Regions from separate parts of the Danio rerio genome. Here region 2 is linked to region 1. The links are chromatin contacts, called in public Micro-C maps. All regions are on one chromosome and are shown on one strand. The core of a region is the stretch at or near the end of the contact, and the rest is flanking DNA. Distances in the headings are between cores, read along the strand shown. Region 1 has its middle 13 kb from the start of scin. Region 2 holds the start of necab1 (N-terminal EF-hand calcium binding protein 1).

Evidence for each region. A called contact is a pair of places that touch in the nucleus more often than the background predicts.
Region 2: a contact with region 1 is called in a Micro-C map of caudal fin, with 6 times the contacts expected there. The contact joins the promoter of necab1 here to the enhancer-like site in region 1. A contact is called at or near these places in 5 of 18 Hi-C or Micro-C datasets (caudal fin, embryo, fibroblasts and 2 more) and 1 of 4 datasets of contacts at active chromatin or transcription factors (embryo).

What each region holds. Positions count from the first base shown.
Region 1 is chr19:33,834,968-33,842,919 of GRCz12tu, reverse strand. No RefSeq gene overlaps it. Among named protein-coding and RNA genes, the nearest start is that of scin, 13 kb to the right of the region's middle. Within about 2 kb of position 3,144, at least 5 of the 62 cell types and tissues checked have an H3K27ac peak or open chromatin away from gene starts, as enhancers often do. A contact at or near this core is called in caudal fin, where this site is marked.
Region 2 is chr19:33,970,545-33,978,496 of GRCz12tu, reverse strand. necab1 (N-terminal EF-hand calcium binding protein 1) reads left to right here and starts at 4,843. Exons shown (of 13, transcript NM_001017848.1): 1 at 4,843-5,051; 2 at 6,775-6,799. The coding sequence starts at 4,965.

The DNA.
Region 1 (7,952 bases), core at 1,895-4,394:
CAACAATCATTGGGATCAGAGAGTATAATGGAGGATGTTTTGAGATGATCATTTCCTTCGGAATCCCTGACGTTTAGAATATATGGGCATTTCATATAGAACTGTTTAAGTTTGCTTATTAAAAACTAGATGTGATGTGTGGATCTTTGATAACACTTTTAAGATTACTCAGAATGGAATATATAGAACTTGATGTTTTTCAATATTTTATTCATGTTTGTAAAAAGCTTCGATGATAAGTTGCTTAAAGATGACCTGCTGCAGAACAGAAGTGGCTGCTAACATGACTTGGCGTTTATGCATTTCATAACAACCGTTCGCTTGATGTACACGTTTGTTTGTAGCACTTGTTGTGACTTTTGAGTGGATTGGACTGCTTTAGAGATGCACTGAAGTAACACGACCCTACTGATTTCCATTAATTAAACCTGTTTTGAGTCACTGTCTTTTCTTCATATTTTTGTGAGTAAAATCATATTTAGCAAAGAGATTAAAATGTTGCTGCTGTAAAAAAGGAAATTTCGCAATTCTACAAAACACCAATAAATATGTAGGATGCTTTCCAGTTTACATGTTGCATGAATAAATGTGCAAACAATCAGTTAAACTGACCACTTATATCTAGGCCCACACGGAATCTGCGCGCGCAGAATTCCGCAGATTTTCCGCAGATTTCTGCAGATTTTTAGCCTATCATTAATTCTGTTTATTTACTTGAGTAAATGTATAAATCTGAATTCATTCAGTTTTTATTCAGTAATTTATTACTTTTTATTTAATATATTAAGGTCTAAGTTATGATACTCCGCTGGATACTCACAAAATAATTCCACAGATTTTTACCAAAATTCTGCGCAGAAATAGCAAAAAAATGTCCGCAGATTCCGTCTGGCCCTACTTATATCCCAGCAGGCACACAACATCAAGATGTTAATACTAGGTTAAATTTAGGTCATGATGTCAGGTGACCAAAATTCAATGTCTAGCCAGCATCTAAGGACAATGTTATTTTGACATCTATGAACAATGTAAAATTATGTTGACATTTGGTTGATTTTAGGTTGTGTTGGAAAGTGACCAAAATCCAACATCTGATAGATGTCATAGTGGCAACGGCCACACAACGTCAAGGTATAACATGAGTAGACATTGATAGTTGGTTGATTTTAGGTTGGACGTTGGACATTGACGTCGGCCTGACAGTGGGTTTTGACGTCAACTCGATTTTTATTTCAAACAAAATCCAATGTCCCTACAACATTGGGGTATAACTTCAATATGATGTCTTGTTGACGTCCTGTGCCTGCAGGGATGATTCAAACTTAAGATTTTTGTATATCAGGTTATCATATTCCAATAAAAGCCCAAAAATTTTACTGAGGGTATCACATTGTGAAGTTTATTCATAAACTAGTTTTGAGAGGATTACGTGCTTATGATTGCTTGCGGCTGGTCCTGCATTATCCAATATATGATTCACCAATATACTACGCCACTATAAATACTCTTAGATTCCATATAACAGCCATCTATATTTTGAAGAATCCCCCCTTCCACCCCTACTCCTCCTCCTTTCCTATGGGTGACACGGTGGCCCAGTGGTTTGCTCTGTTGCCTCACAGCAAGAATGTCACTGGTTCTAGTCCTTACCAAGCCAGCCAACGTTTCTGTGCAGAGTTTACACGTTCTCCCCGTGCTCATGTGGGTGTCCCCAGGGTTCCCCGGTTTCCTCCCAACGTTCAAAAGCATGCAACTTAAGTTAACAGACTAATCCAAATCAGCACCATAGACGTGCTCCTAGTAAGTAGTTATCTTTTAAGAGCAATTACTATCTGTTCATTAGCTTATGCAGCAGGGCAGTTCTCGAGATCTACCTGAGCTCAAACTCCCCTCACGCCTCGCAAACGGGAGGGAGCCCCGGGCTCTCTCCTGGGACAGCATGTCAACAAGCTTTATAATCTATCATCAGCTAAGTGTGAACTCTTGAATAAGGCTTTTCACTATTTAACACAGGACAAAATTAGATTGTGCTATTAAAATGGGAAAATGTTGACTCTGCTAAAGCATGTTAGATATTGTTACTCATCCTACTCATGCTAACTACATTGTAAAACGTTTAAGTTTGTTGAAGCTAACAAGTGCTAACATGTTAAAACACCCTTGCAACAGTTATAATGTGAATGCGAGTCTGATTAAAACATTCTAATGCATGCTAGCACTATATAGCTATGAAATAGTCCAGCCTGATCTCACGAGAAAACGTTACTATTTTAAGTTTTGTCAATTGAAAAGTGGCTTATTCGTTCACTGAAAAAAAAATGATTCAAAGATGCTTTCTTGGATTTACTAATTATTATTTAAGGTAAGTGGTTGTAAACAATTTATTTAAGGCTGAATTCAAGCAAATTAAGTTGAACACTACAAAATTTAATTTTACTTAAATTCAACCCATATAAATTGACTTCAACAGTTTTGTAGACACTATATTTTCAGTGTACAAATTTGAAATGTACGATTTTAAAAAGGAGATTTTTAAACCCAACCGTCATTGGGGGATAAGAAAATCATTCTAATATGTGCAATGAGATCGTATGAATTCATACAAATTAGCCACTAAATCAAAAAGTTCTGAATTGCTGTGTGATTGTGTTTTAGCAACAGGAGGTTCTGACTCTCTGTGGTCATTAAAAATCCCATGGCACTTCTCATATAAAGTAGGGGTGTAACCCCGCTGTCCTAGCCAAGTTCCCTCCATCAGCCCTTACCAATCATGGCCTCCTATTCATCTCCATTTACCAAATTGGCTATATCACCGTCTCTCCACTCCCATCTACAGCTTTCTGTGGTGAGAGCACTGGCGCCATTATCCTGTGGCAGCCATCGCATCATCCAAGTAAATGCTGCACACTGATGGTGGAGTGGAGAGACCCCCCTCAAGATTGTGAAGAGCTTTGGGTGTATGGCCATACACGATAAATACTCTATATAAATACACATTACATTACATAACAAAAGCTAACAATGTTAAAATACAAGTCATGCTACCAATTGGTTTGCATAATGTATCAACATAGTGCTAAAGCTCATTGATTCCTGCTTAAATATGATAGCAGAATGTAAAATAAATATTGAAAACCCTGATTTAACTGTTAGCCATATGCTAAAACATGCTATCAACATGCAAATTCATGCAAGTAACATTAATTATGTTGTATTTTGGTAAAACATGCCAGAAATATACAGAATCTTTATTTTTTCTTTCTGTATCAACTTCAAAAGTTATTTTTCCGATCAAGTTTTTTTTAAGTTACAGCTGAAACGGAAACATCAAATGCTGTTGAGAAACAGGAAATGCAGCAAAAGGGTGGCAACACATCATTTGTGATGCTGAACCTTGATTATCTTGTTAAATCACTTGTATATAAAACATCTAAAAGTCAACTTTTATACAAAGAATACTCTACGATTTTAATAGCTCTATGCGTTTATACTAAAAATATGGGTAACACTTTATTTTGAAGGTCCTTACTGCACATTTTGTTGACTAAAAGGGTCCCACTTTATATTAAGTGGCCTTAACTAATAAGTACTTACATAGGAATTAAGTTTGTTACAATGTACTAATTGTGTAAATACATGTATTTACGGTGTACTTATACTTGATTAAATACATGTATGTAATTACATCTGTAATTAACTTTTGTAATTACATTTGTAAATACAATATTGACCATCCCTTACACCTTAACCCACCCTTAAACCTACCCATACCTCCAAACCTGTTCATAACCCAACCTCTATCCAAACTCAAAAGCACCACAAGTGTTCTCAAATACATCATAAACACAGTAAGTACATTGTATTTATTTTTTGATGGAAGTACATAGTAGTTAAGGACACTTAATATAAAGTGGGACCACTAAAAGTTTCATTGCAACGACATGCCAATTACTTCTCATTTGAGAATTAGTAGGTTGTCTGCTTTATATCTGCAGATACTGCTCCTTTTACATATTTAACTGATATAAGAAGCTTAGCAAGTATACATGCCAACTTACCCTAACCCTAACAGTCTACATATCTATTGAGAATTAGTTGGTGTGTAAATACAATGTAACTTAAATTCAACAAAATGCATTAAAGGGACCATCAAAATAAAGTGATACCAAAATGGGTAATACATTATTTTTCACTTCGTTAAAGTATTTAATTGGATGCTGAGATAGCCTGGTCTTGCTCAACGAAAAGATGGTTCTACTCAGCAATTACTGTTAGATCATATAAAGTGCGCAGAGAACAGCATAATTAGCAGATTTTCATTTCCGATGCTTTGCCATGACAATAAGAAAGCAATCATGTTCGACTGGGTATTGTATCAAGCATCTAATTAGAGTTATTGCATAACCCAAAGGTAACCAGTATTTAGAGCTTACTCAATGAGAGTTCAAACAGGAAGGCTGGTTTTATTAGCTAGCAACAGAGCGATGTATCCAGGGCAGGGACAAATTATACAATAGCTGTCATGCAGATAGAACTGCCAATAGCAGCATTTTACTGACTATAATTATGTGGCCCTCGATCCTCTCTTTAAATAAAAAGTTTTATTAAAACTACAAAAGAAAGTTGCCTAAAGGCTTTGAAAAACGTTTACAGAGATGCATCTACATTTGTTAAACGCTAATATGTTGATATTACATCAATATATTGATGTGAGCTGTTCATCAAAGCCCATTCCCACATGTCTGTGTAGGCATCAGTGCCAATTTTGCTTGACATGACTTGCTTCTTAACAATTTCCTGTAGAATCTACAGTAATTTACTGTATATCAGTTACAGCAGAAATACTGTATTTACTGTACAAATACCATGTTTTGAGAAAAAGTTGATTTACCAAGAAAATTATTGCTTTTTAATGAGAAAGTAATGTTTTTATGAGACAATTGTTCAGTTTTAACAAGAAAAGATGTTGTTTTAACAAAATAGCATTTAGTTATTACGAGAAAAGAAGTCATTTTAACGAAGAGAGATTGCTTTTAAAAAAATCCCAAGCTCCTTGAGGTATTTGCAAGATTTTGTGCTAAATTACAGAATTCTAGAAGGACTGACCAGAAAATGTTTCTTTTCTTTCATTATGCAAGGATTTGCATAGTTATCTGCTGAGTTCATCAGGTATGCATGATTAAATTCTCAGCAGAGGAGACATGTTTTGGTTTATTGCTCAGAGATACACAGATCCATCCAGAGCACAGATGGTTGATATTAACTGCCGGCGATGAGACCATTCAGTTTTATGGGTCACCAGAGTATTATATTCATAATTATCATGAAGTTTACAAAAAAAAATAGCTATGACCATACAAGTTATGAGCTAGCTTGTGAATTTGAATGATCACTTACTGTAGATTCTATGAAAAGTGTTCATGATTTTTGCTTAATATCCATGCAGGAAGGGGATATAAAGGAATATTTCTTTTAAAAATGAAAATACATGTAAGATGACTCTGTTGGTTTACAACTTTTTCATTAAACCTTGCTAACACGATGTAAAAATATAAGAGCAACAGACTAAAAAAAAACACATGTTGCCAAATTACATGAAAACACTTTAACCCAGTGCTTCTCAAACTTGTTTTATCAAGTACCACCTCAGAATGAGCAATTTTGAAATACAGCAGCGTAGTAGGCCCGATAAAGCAGCTATAGCGAAATCGTATTAGTAGCCAAGGGCTATCAAGTACATTAGTCACAGTCAAATAAACAGTGTTAATTTTGTTTTCAAGTCACACTTGCAGATTATTTCAGATCGAATATTCAAAGTGGTAAACAATATAGGGAGTGTGCATGTCACAAGTTGTAACTAAAAGAATGTTCATTCATTCATTTTCTTTTCGGCTTAGACCCTTTATTAATCCGGGGTCACCACAGCGGAACTAATCCTGCACGTTTTTACGCATAGGATGCCCTATCAGCCACAACCCATCTTTGGGAAACATCCACACACACACTCATTCCCACACATAATCTATGGACAATAGTTTATCTGTGGGGCCCACCTGGGCTGGCCCGCGTGGGTCCCAGCTGAGATGGCCAGTATTTTTATTTATGATAATATTTTACATTTAAGTACAGCAATTTTCTTTTAACTTTTTAAGAACAGTGCCATGTTTAATTAACTTTTAAAATCACATTTTAATTTAAACATTGACATTTTATTTATCTTTTTTACCTGTGTGTTATTGTTCAAACTATTATGTTTAAAGTGGCTGACAATATCAAATATTCAAAATAATAATTATTAATCTGCCACATTTGTGAACTGTGCTGTAGCCGCTTAATTTCAATACATGCATTATGGTGGTACTTGGAGAGACAATTTTTTCTGAGGTGGTACTTGGTGAAAAAGGTTTGCGAACCACTGAAGTACAACATACATTACAGACAATTTAGCCTACCCAATTCACCTGCACCGCATGTTTTTGGAGGAAACCCACTCCAACATGCAAACTCCACACAGACACACTAACTGACCCAGCCGTGGCTTGAACCAGCGACCATTTTGCTGTGAGGCGACAGCACTACCTACTGTGCCACTGCGTTGCTCTGAATGAATGTGTGAATATAACAACCAAGTTTACCTCAATAACTTACACTTTGCACTACAGGAGCCAATCAGCGATCACTATAGAATGACAATTCTCCGGGGAAGAGGCTTAGACCAGACATGAGTTTTTGCAGATTTTGAGTGATACGAAGATTTAGAAATGAAACGAAATAGACAGATGTTGTTTAATTGTATTGGTTATTCATAATATGAAATGTAATCTTAAGCTTGGCAAGTAGTTTAGGAGAATTTAATCTTTTCCCATTCAGACAGAGTGCCCTAGCATACTGCCAGAAAGGTTTTTCAAAGATGGCCGCCAAGTGAAATGACTTGCCTTAAAGAGACTTTGATGTAGCATGTAGCCTACATATGACTTATTTGATTCCTCTGCGTACCACTATAGGAAGCCCGCATACCACTAGTGGTACATGTACCACAGTTTGAGAATCACTGCTTTAACCATTTTAGAAACTGACAAAATCCAACATCAAGTTACAGTATGTTAGCAAAAATCTGACATGCCAGAAGCCTGTAAACATTAAAACCACATATTACAACCAGCCTAAACTCATGAGGAAACATAACTATTTTACAAATTGTCAGAAAAGAATTGCTGTGTAAATCTGTGTAGGCAACATTCCCTCATTTATTTATTTTCCTTTAGCAAAGTCCCTTTATTCATCTGGGGTTGCCACAGCGGATAGAACCACCAACTTATCCAGCATATTTTACACAGCGAATGCCTTTCCAGCTGCAACCCAGTACTGGGAAACATCCATACACACTCATTCACACTTGTACACTACAGCCAATTTAATTTATTGAATTTACCTATATATAGCGCAAGTCTTTAGACTGTAGGAGAAACCGGAGCACTCGGATGAATAGCCACATGAACATGTGGAGAACATGCAAACTTCACACAGAAACGCCAACTGACCCAGCCGGGACTCAAACGAGCAACCTACTTGCTGTGATGCTACAGGCCAAACCACTGAGCCACCATATCGCCCGTGTAAGCAGGATGTTCAATATTTTATAAACATGCTAGCTCCATTCTAATTGATGCAAACAACATGCTAACCTTCCTAAAACCTGTTAAAATCAGTGCTTGAAGTAAGTGTCTATATGCCAGTATGCTGCACTGCACTTTTATAGCACTCTTAACTCTTTATTAAGCGCAGAAAGCTTTCAGGAAAAAAGACATATGAGTTATGGAAGTCTAGCAATGATTCTAGTTCCAGCTCAGCTAAGTTTTATGCATGAACATGACAAGAATTTTGCCCTCAGATTATCACAAATGTGTCTTGACATCAATGTATCATCAGTGGTCTCTGTAGTCGATTAGTCT
Region 2 (7,952 bases), core at 3,594-6,093, 130 kb before region 1:
CTTTTTTCAGGGTTAATTATTGTGATTTCCTGATTGCAACAGAGAAAAACTGGGAAATCTGATGGCATTTCATGCCGTTCAGCCTTATAATCTTAAAATGTGAGCAAAATTGCCTGTTTTGTCATCACTTTAGACATTACACTAGAGAATCATTCAAATATAGCTGTAAAGTGACTTTGGTAAAGTAGCAACAGTTTCTGCTGTTCTGACGTCAGTTGCAGATGTGAATGAACGGTGGAAGAAAGTAGTTCCTCATACAAAAGTATTGCGAGACTCTCTGTGTTTGATTTTCTCTTTTAAATTCCAGATTATGCCGTTGAACTGTTGTGTGAACGCAATATCACATGAGCAGCAATCCTATGTGGCTGTATATTGTCAGTAGTGGGACACTAAGCCACACGGTTCCCACCAGTGCTGATATACAGCCACATTGCACTGCTGCTTGTGTGATATTGCTCATATATAAATATAAAGAAATAAAATAAACTTGATTCAACAAAATTATTAAAAAGATGCTAAAATCGATTAATTTCCTATATAATTCCCAGCCATGCAGTCTTAATCAATATCATCTTTTTGAAGGACATTTGACACTCTTTACTATCAAAACAGATCGTTCCCTGTTGGACTGTTGCCACACAAGCCTTTGTAGTATATTTCACAATGAAGATTAACAAAGAAATCAAACATAAGATAACATTTCTGTACTTTGCACATCAGAATGACCCATAGCATTTCGGAGATGAAGATATACTGAGTGGAGTCTTTAGACTTTACCCTGTTTTCATGAATTTCGGGTAAAAATATAGTACACTGGAATAAAGAAATCCCTTGAGAGTGCAAAGTTGCATTATAACCATTCAAGCAGTCATCAGACCTGCCAAACGATCCATTATAGATCATCTGCAATTTAGAGAACAAGACAATATCTGGCTTTGTCCATAGGTAAACTTGCTTGACTGTAGAAAGCTGACTCGTCCAAACACATATGAACTCAAGGGTAATGTGTTTGTTCTCTTTACAACAGATGGCTTTGGTCAACTGGCTTTGGTCAAGGGGTTTCTGAATGGCAGCTTAGTCATAGACCACACAATCGTTTAATGTTGATGGGCCACCGAGTTGCATTTACACGCATGTTGGCTTTTTAGGGTGTGTATTTGCTCATTATACATTTAGTCATTAAGAATGGACTTTTATCCAAAATAACTTGCAGTAAGAGTGAGAAGAACAAAGCAACCACAACAACAAACAGGGAACAATATGAAAGTCTGTGATAAGTTTTAGTCTTACACAAGAAAATGATAAGGACACAGATGTGTGTGGTTCTGAAAAAATATTCTTTAGATGTTTCTTGGAAAAGGATAAAGACATACTTGCTTAAAACCAGTTGGACAAGTTATTCCACCAGCAGTGAACAGTAAAAGATCAGTGAAAGTATTTGTGTGCCTTTTGGGCAAAGGAAGTCCTGGAGGGTGCATAAATCTGAAGTTGTGTGGTATATGGGGGAGCAGACTGCAGAGCCATTGGTTGTTTTGTAGGCAAACATGAATTTGATGAGAGTGGCTATTGGCAGGGAGTGCTCATGGCTGAACTGAGGTGTGATGTGTGTTTTTTTTTTTTTAGCTCATTAAGGACTAATCTTACGGCTGTATTTTGAGAGTCGGATAAAAGCTATAAAGGAGTTGTGATGAAGTGTTTAGTTGGCTTAATTTGCAAACAGATCAAAGTTACAGTCCAACAAAAGAGATAACAGGCAGGGTCAGATGTTAGAAGCTGTAATCATATACATTTTTAGGAAAAGCAATGGTTCTGACAGGTTCTTACAGGTATAAAATGTAGATGAAGAAGAGAAGTGGTCCCATCACTGACCATTAAAGCGCCCTAGCTGAATGATGGAATTCCACACCCTCCCAAAATACCCTGACAGACCTGTCTGGTTCATTGAGGTGCCCTTTGTGTTGGCGGTTGACAGGATAATCTTGTGTTTACTGTGTAAAAGCTGTATGTATAGATCAAACAAGATGAGTGTTGATGGTAAAATTAAGTATGATTATGGGTTAGGTTATTATGATTATTTATAATGATTTTGCGTTAATTAAATCACTTAGAATTTTTTAGAGAATGAGATTGTTTATATTTTAAAAAGGCATGGTACGCAAATGTCCAACGAATCAAGAGACCTGGTGCAGTGCAATCTGAGCAGCATCCAATACTTTTTTAATACACTCACCTTAACTCTTTATTTATTTATTTATTTATTTATTTTATTGAAAAACAAGAACAATGGCATACAAAAAATGCAGAATACAATGCTTACAATTTTTTTCACATCAAAGGAACAAATCAGTAAAGAAAAATAATAATAAAAAAAATAACTATAAAATTACAGGGGATTTATAAACTACAAAAAATTGCATAAGAAAAGGATTGCAAAATTGCATAGATCCTTATCGCTTTTTTTATTTTTAATGTCTTTAGGTATTTTGATGTAATGTTTAAGATCAATTTTAAACAAATAATGTTATGATTAAATTAATAGACATATTTTGCTCCAAAGTTTTGCTAATATTATTGTATATCAAAAACATATCTTTACAAGAAAACTGAATTTTTATTTTGTAAATTTAAATGTAAGATATTAAACATCAAACCAAAACATTTGGGTATATGTGCATTAAAAAAACAGGTCTTTTACACGCCGATTCCATGTCTCTAAACAATTTTTTTTTTAAACTTACTACAGTATTTACTACGTAAGTTCCAAACTTTTTTCCACTCAATCTGCTCAAATAAGGAATTCTAAAAAGATTTGCATTTAGACAACAATGTGGTTCTGAATAACTTTCGAATGTAACAATTATCAAATTTATAGACTATAATTTTCACATGTAAAAGATTTAATTCAGAGGATAAATTAACGGATAAGAGCTGAACAATTCCCCTAGGAATTGCATCAAATATTATTGCAAATTATTTAGCCGTTATGGGGATCTTGTAATAATTGAGAAATTCACAATAATTAAAAAGCTGTACATTACTTTTGAATAACTGTCTCACCAATATAATATCATTATTGTACCAATTTCTATAAAATTAGGATTTATTTTTAAAGGCTATACATTTGTTGTTTCATATCACTGATTTATGTGGAGAAAAAATATGCTTATAAATAAGCATGCATAGTAAGCATATCTGTTTAGTTTTGTCAGCACTTTGTTAATTTCAAAATTACACCTTAAAAACAATTCTAAACCCCCTACCTGGTCAAAAAATAATTCAGGGATGATGCTCCATATTTTGCCTTTATAATTCAGGTAATTCTTAATCCATTTGTTTTTAAATATACAATTAGAAGTGCTGAAGAACACTGAGACCACCATCTTCAACTCAATAGCACAAAATTGTCTTTTTTAGATAATGTGGTCTTTTTCTACATATGAAATTGAACAAAAATATATCCACCTCTTTAATGACTGATTGTGGAACCTCTAATGCAAGAGAAGTACATACTTAACGTGACAAACCTTCAGTTTTAGCTAATAATATTTTTCCTTTGACAGATCTCTCATTAATCATGTGTAATTTTTACTCAATGCGCTTACCTATAACCACCCCCAATCTTACCCCTCACAGTTAGGCCTACGTCATTAGCTCCTTTGAGTGCATTGTATCTGACATTGCATCACTGAGATATGCAGTCTCCAATCCTGCACCCAGATACAGTTGAAAGAATCAGCTAATCATAATGTTTCTGTTAGTGCTATATTTTACCACAAGATGCCGCTGTTACTTTACATTTCATTCATGGAGAGACGTTTGTGCTTCGAGGCGTGCTATCATTAAATAAACAGATCATTAAAAAATATGACAGGAATAATTTTTAAAATAACTAAATGTACTTTTCTCCGTATGAAATACTGCGTAAACAGATCTAAACTGAGGATAACATCCTAAAAAAACGTAATCACTATTTTCTAACACTAAATGGGTTTAACGTGAGTTTTTTATTCTGTGGAACACAAAAGTAGATACTCTGAAGAAAGCTGGATATCGGCAACCATTTACATCCATAGAAAAGCAAATACATTGGAAGTTAATGGTTACAGTTTCCAGCTTTCTTCAAAAGAGCTTATTTTGAGTTCGAACTAAGAAAGAAAGTTAAACAGGTTTGGAACAATTGAAGGAGTAAATGATATAAATGTTAAATTTCAGAATTATCACTTTAAAATGACAGTTAAAGTAAATGAATATACATTAGCATGTATCATACTCAAATTGTTGTGTGCAAACAGTTTATTTTTCATTTCATGCAAGAGCAACTAGAATTTTTCATTTTGTATTCTTAAAAAAAGAAGGAAAATCTAATTTGGAGCGACATAAGGTCGATATTCATTCATTTTCTTTTGGTCAATTTATTTATCAGGGGTCACCACAGCAGAATGAACCACCAACTAATCCAGCATTTACACAGCAGATGCCCTTCCAGCTGCAACCTAGTACTGGGAAACACCCATACATACTCACATGAGGTTGATAAACACTAATAAATTATTATAATTATCATTATTACTGTTGTGGTGAATAATTATTATACTTTCACCTGTTATAGTTTATTTATAATGACCTGACCAAAACGTATTAGGCTGCTGTTTGGGAAGGTTTTCCATTATTACATAATGACAGACACGAAGAGACAAAAATATCTGCATGGTGAGAGACATAACAGAAATCGCCGCAGGTATAGGGAATAATGACAAGCTCTGATAGCGGAGCACAAAGCGAATGTCATTGGTGCGCAGCTCAGCATCAGAGACCTGTGGCTCATCACTGGAGTACAGCGGGAGATTCCTTTCACGCGCATTAGAGCAACACACAGCAGAACGCGCGCTCCTTCTGTCCACACGCATTAAGTGCTTTTCTGTCAGAACACAAAGTTAAAGAGTTATTTATCACTAGGATTGACCATGGATTGCTCTGAAGAGGTACAGTCACTCTCGGATGAAGCCAGCACTCCCATCGAGTTAAAGAAAGGAATGTCAATATTTTTGGACGTGAGTATTTTTAAGTAACTACTTTGTTTTTGAATGATTTTTATGCTGAATTATTGTGTGGAACGATAAAGGGAAAATGGAGACCTGATAGAACCTGTTGATTGATTCACAGTGATGTAGTTTATCGTCTGACATCTTCGTGGCTTTAATATATTCCTATTTATATCCATTTGTTATTCTGTAATTTGCTGTTCTAATATGCTTAACATTCATTATTAAATTTGCTTTATTTTTTTAAATTGCATTGATGCATTGTTCATATTTGCCTACTAGGTTCAAATAAAATAAAATTATATGTATATAATAAGTCAAAGACAGCATTTTTTATTTATGCTTTTTTTAAGTTTTATTTATTTATGTTTTAACTTGTACCTTTTTGTACTATTATATGGCAGAAGACATCAACTAAAATGTCGTTTAGTGTGACAAACAATCACTTCAGTCACATTAGGAAAATAACATTTAAAAAAATATAAATATTTAAATACATAATTTAAGGATTCTGCAATTTTGCAGTTCAGCAAAATATTAATTAAATATAATTTTTATGCCATTATTTTTGCCAGTATCATTAAAAGTCACAATATTTCTTAATAATACATTTTTAATAATTTCAAATGCCACAATATTTAGTATAGTCATTTACTCTTTTATATATTTCAATATACATATTGCATAAATCCGACTTTTGTACTTTGCGAAAGGACGTTGGAACATTATTCATCTATTTTTTAACATTTAATTTTCACAGAATGTGTTTTTTTAAACATTAGACACTAAAATCTGGTCATATGCACATCAACATAATTTTGTATATTTAGTTTGATTATGTATATATGATTGGGAAGGGCATCCGCTGCATAAAACACATGCCAGATTAATTGGTGGTTCATTCCGCTGTGGTGCCCCCAGATAAATCAGGCACTAAGCTGAAGGAAAGCGAGTGAGTGATGTATATATGAATGTGCAAATGTTTAAAGTCTCACTCATACAATATAAAGAAATGTGTACAAAATTCCCTGGCTGTAATGTAGTTTTAGGTTTTGATCTTGAAGTATTCAGGTGATTTGAGACTTACATTCTTCATAGCATTAGGCAAAGGCTTATGTAATGCACCATGACTCATATTGCATTGCTGTTATTTGCAGTCATTATGCATAGTATCAATTAATATAATGTAATTAGTCATTATGCATATTGTCAATTAAACACAACATTATTTATTCTCTTTTCTGCTATATAATGGATTCAGATCCTCTTCAAGTACAAAGCCATGCTAGCTTAAAGGCTGGTTGTAACTGCGGTTTTAGTTGCTAATTAAATTGTAGTAAGGTGTCTAAAGAGCTTCCGCTGGGATCAGAGGTGTGTATTGTTAATTATCATACTGGAATGAGGAAGCACCAGTCCTTGACAGATCAGTGGCATAGTTTTTCACTCCTCTAAGGAGGAAGCTAAATTCAGCCTAGACTTGGCATGCCCAGCAGCGGACCATATTTAAAGTGTGAATGTTCTTGCTGTGAAATGGGACTTTATTTAACAGACCGCTGTGGCGTGCTTGGGTTTTCAAAGTCAACATATCATCACGTTTTCTTTCATCTCTGCTCCTTTTAGGACTCAACCTAAATAATTTACAGTGCACGAGTCCCTTTACATGATCAGCTGAGCATGATTTTTTATTCTATGCCCAGAGGCTGTGAACTGATAATGTCCTGTTTTCTTTTAGATATTGAGAAGAGCTGACAAAAATGGTAAGCGTTGCCTTTCTGGCTTTTAAAGTTCACCTGTTGTTCACCTGCATAATAAATATTTTGGTATGGATTAGTGCATGTTACGACACCTCCATATGTTTGAATGGGTGTCCATTCTCCGGCTTTGCTGGTACTCAGTTGTCATGGAAACTCTAGACTTGCCATACGTTTCCTAATGATAGTCAATATTTTAGTAGAGCAATACCAAACAAATGTCACTGTGCTTCAAATTCATTTGTGTAAACCACCTATTTTTAAAAATAGCCTTCATTTACATATTGTTTTTTTCTATATATTATGAAAAATATATAGAAAATATATTATTATTATAAGTTCAGTTTTTTTGTTTTAGAATAGTCCAATTCAATTTTCCAATTCAATTCATGTTCATTTCTACACCACTTTTACAATGTAGATTGTGTCAAAGCAGCTTAACATAGAAGATTATAGTAAAGTGAAACTGTGTATATATATATATATATATATTTAAAGGATGTTCCTAAATATACTTAACAGTTCATGTGCTGGTGTTTTTGTGGAGTTTTATTTACATTTTCTTTAATTCTATTTTAATTAACCATAGTTTTACTACAGATAAAACCCCAAAAGTTTATTAAACTATGCTAACCACAAATTAACTGGTTTTGCCAGGGATGGGTTTGGTGGAAATTGTATGAATTTGTACAACTGAGCCACTTTTAATTTGTTACGAGTGTATACATAAAGGTCAAAACATAAAGTTCCAAATGCAGCTTTTATTGAAGCATAGGGATGGTCAGACAGGCAAGGGTCAACAGGAGCAAACAGTACAACATGGGTAATCCAGTAGATTAATCCATAAAGACAGGCAATGATTGCGGCAGGCAGAAAAATACCAATACAATCCAAAATCAAAACACAGGTAACTGCCAAAAACTAGAACTGGGAAACCGCTGCACACTAACAGTGAGTACCTTACATGGACCCCAATAATCCGATTTTAACGTGATTAGGAAATTACTGTGATTAAGAGTTTACCATGTATACAGTGATTTTTGATTAATTTAATCTGATTAAGGCTATAATCAAACTAAACATAAATCGGATTAAGACGTGGAGTATACCGTCGCAGTATTAGTCGCAGTATTAAAGTGCTGTACAGACATGTAAACAC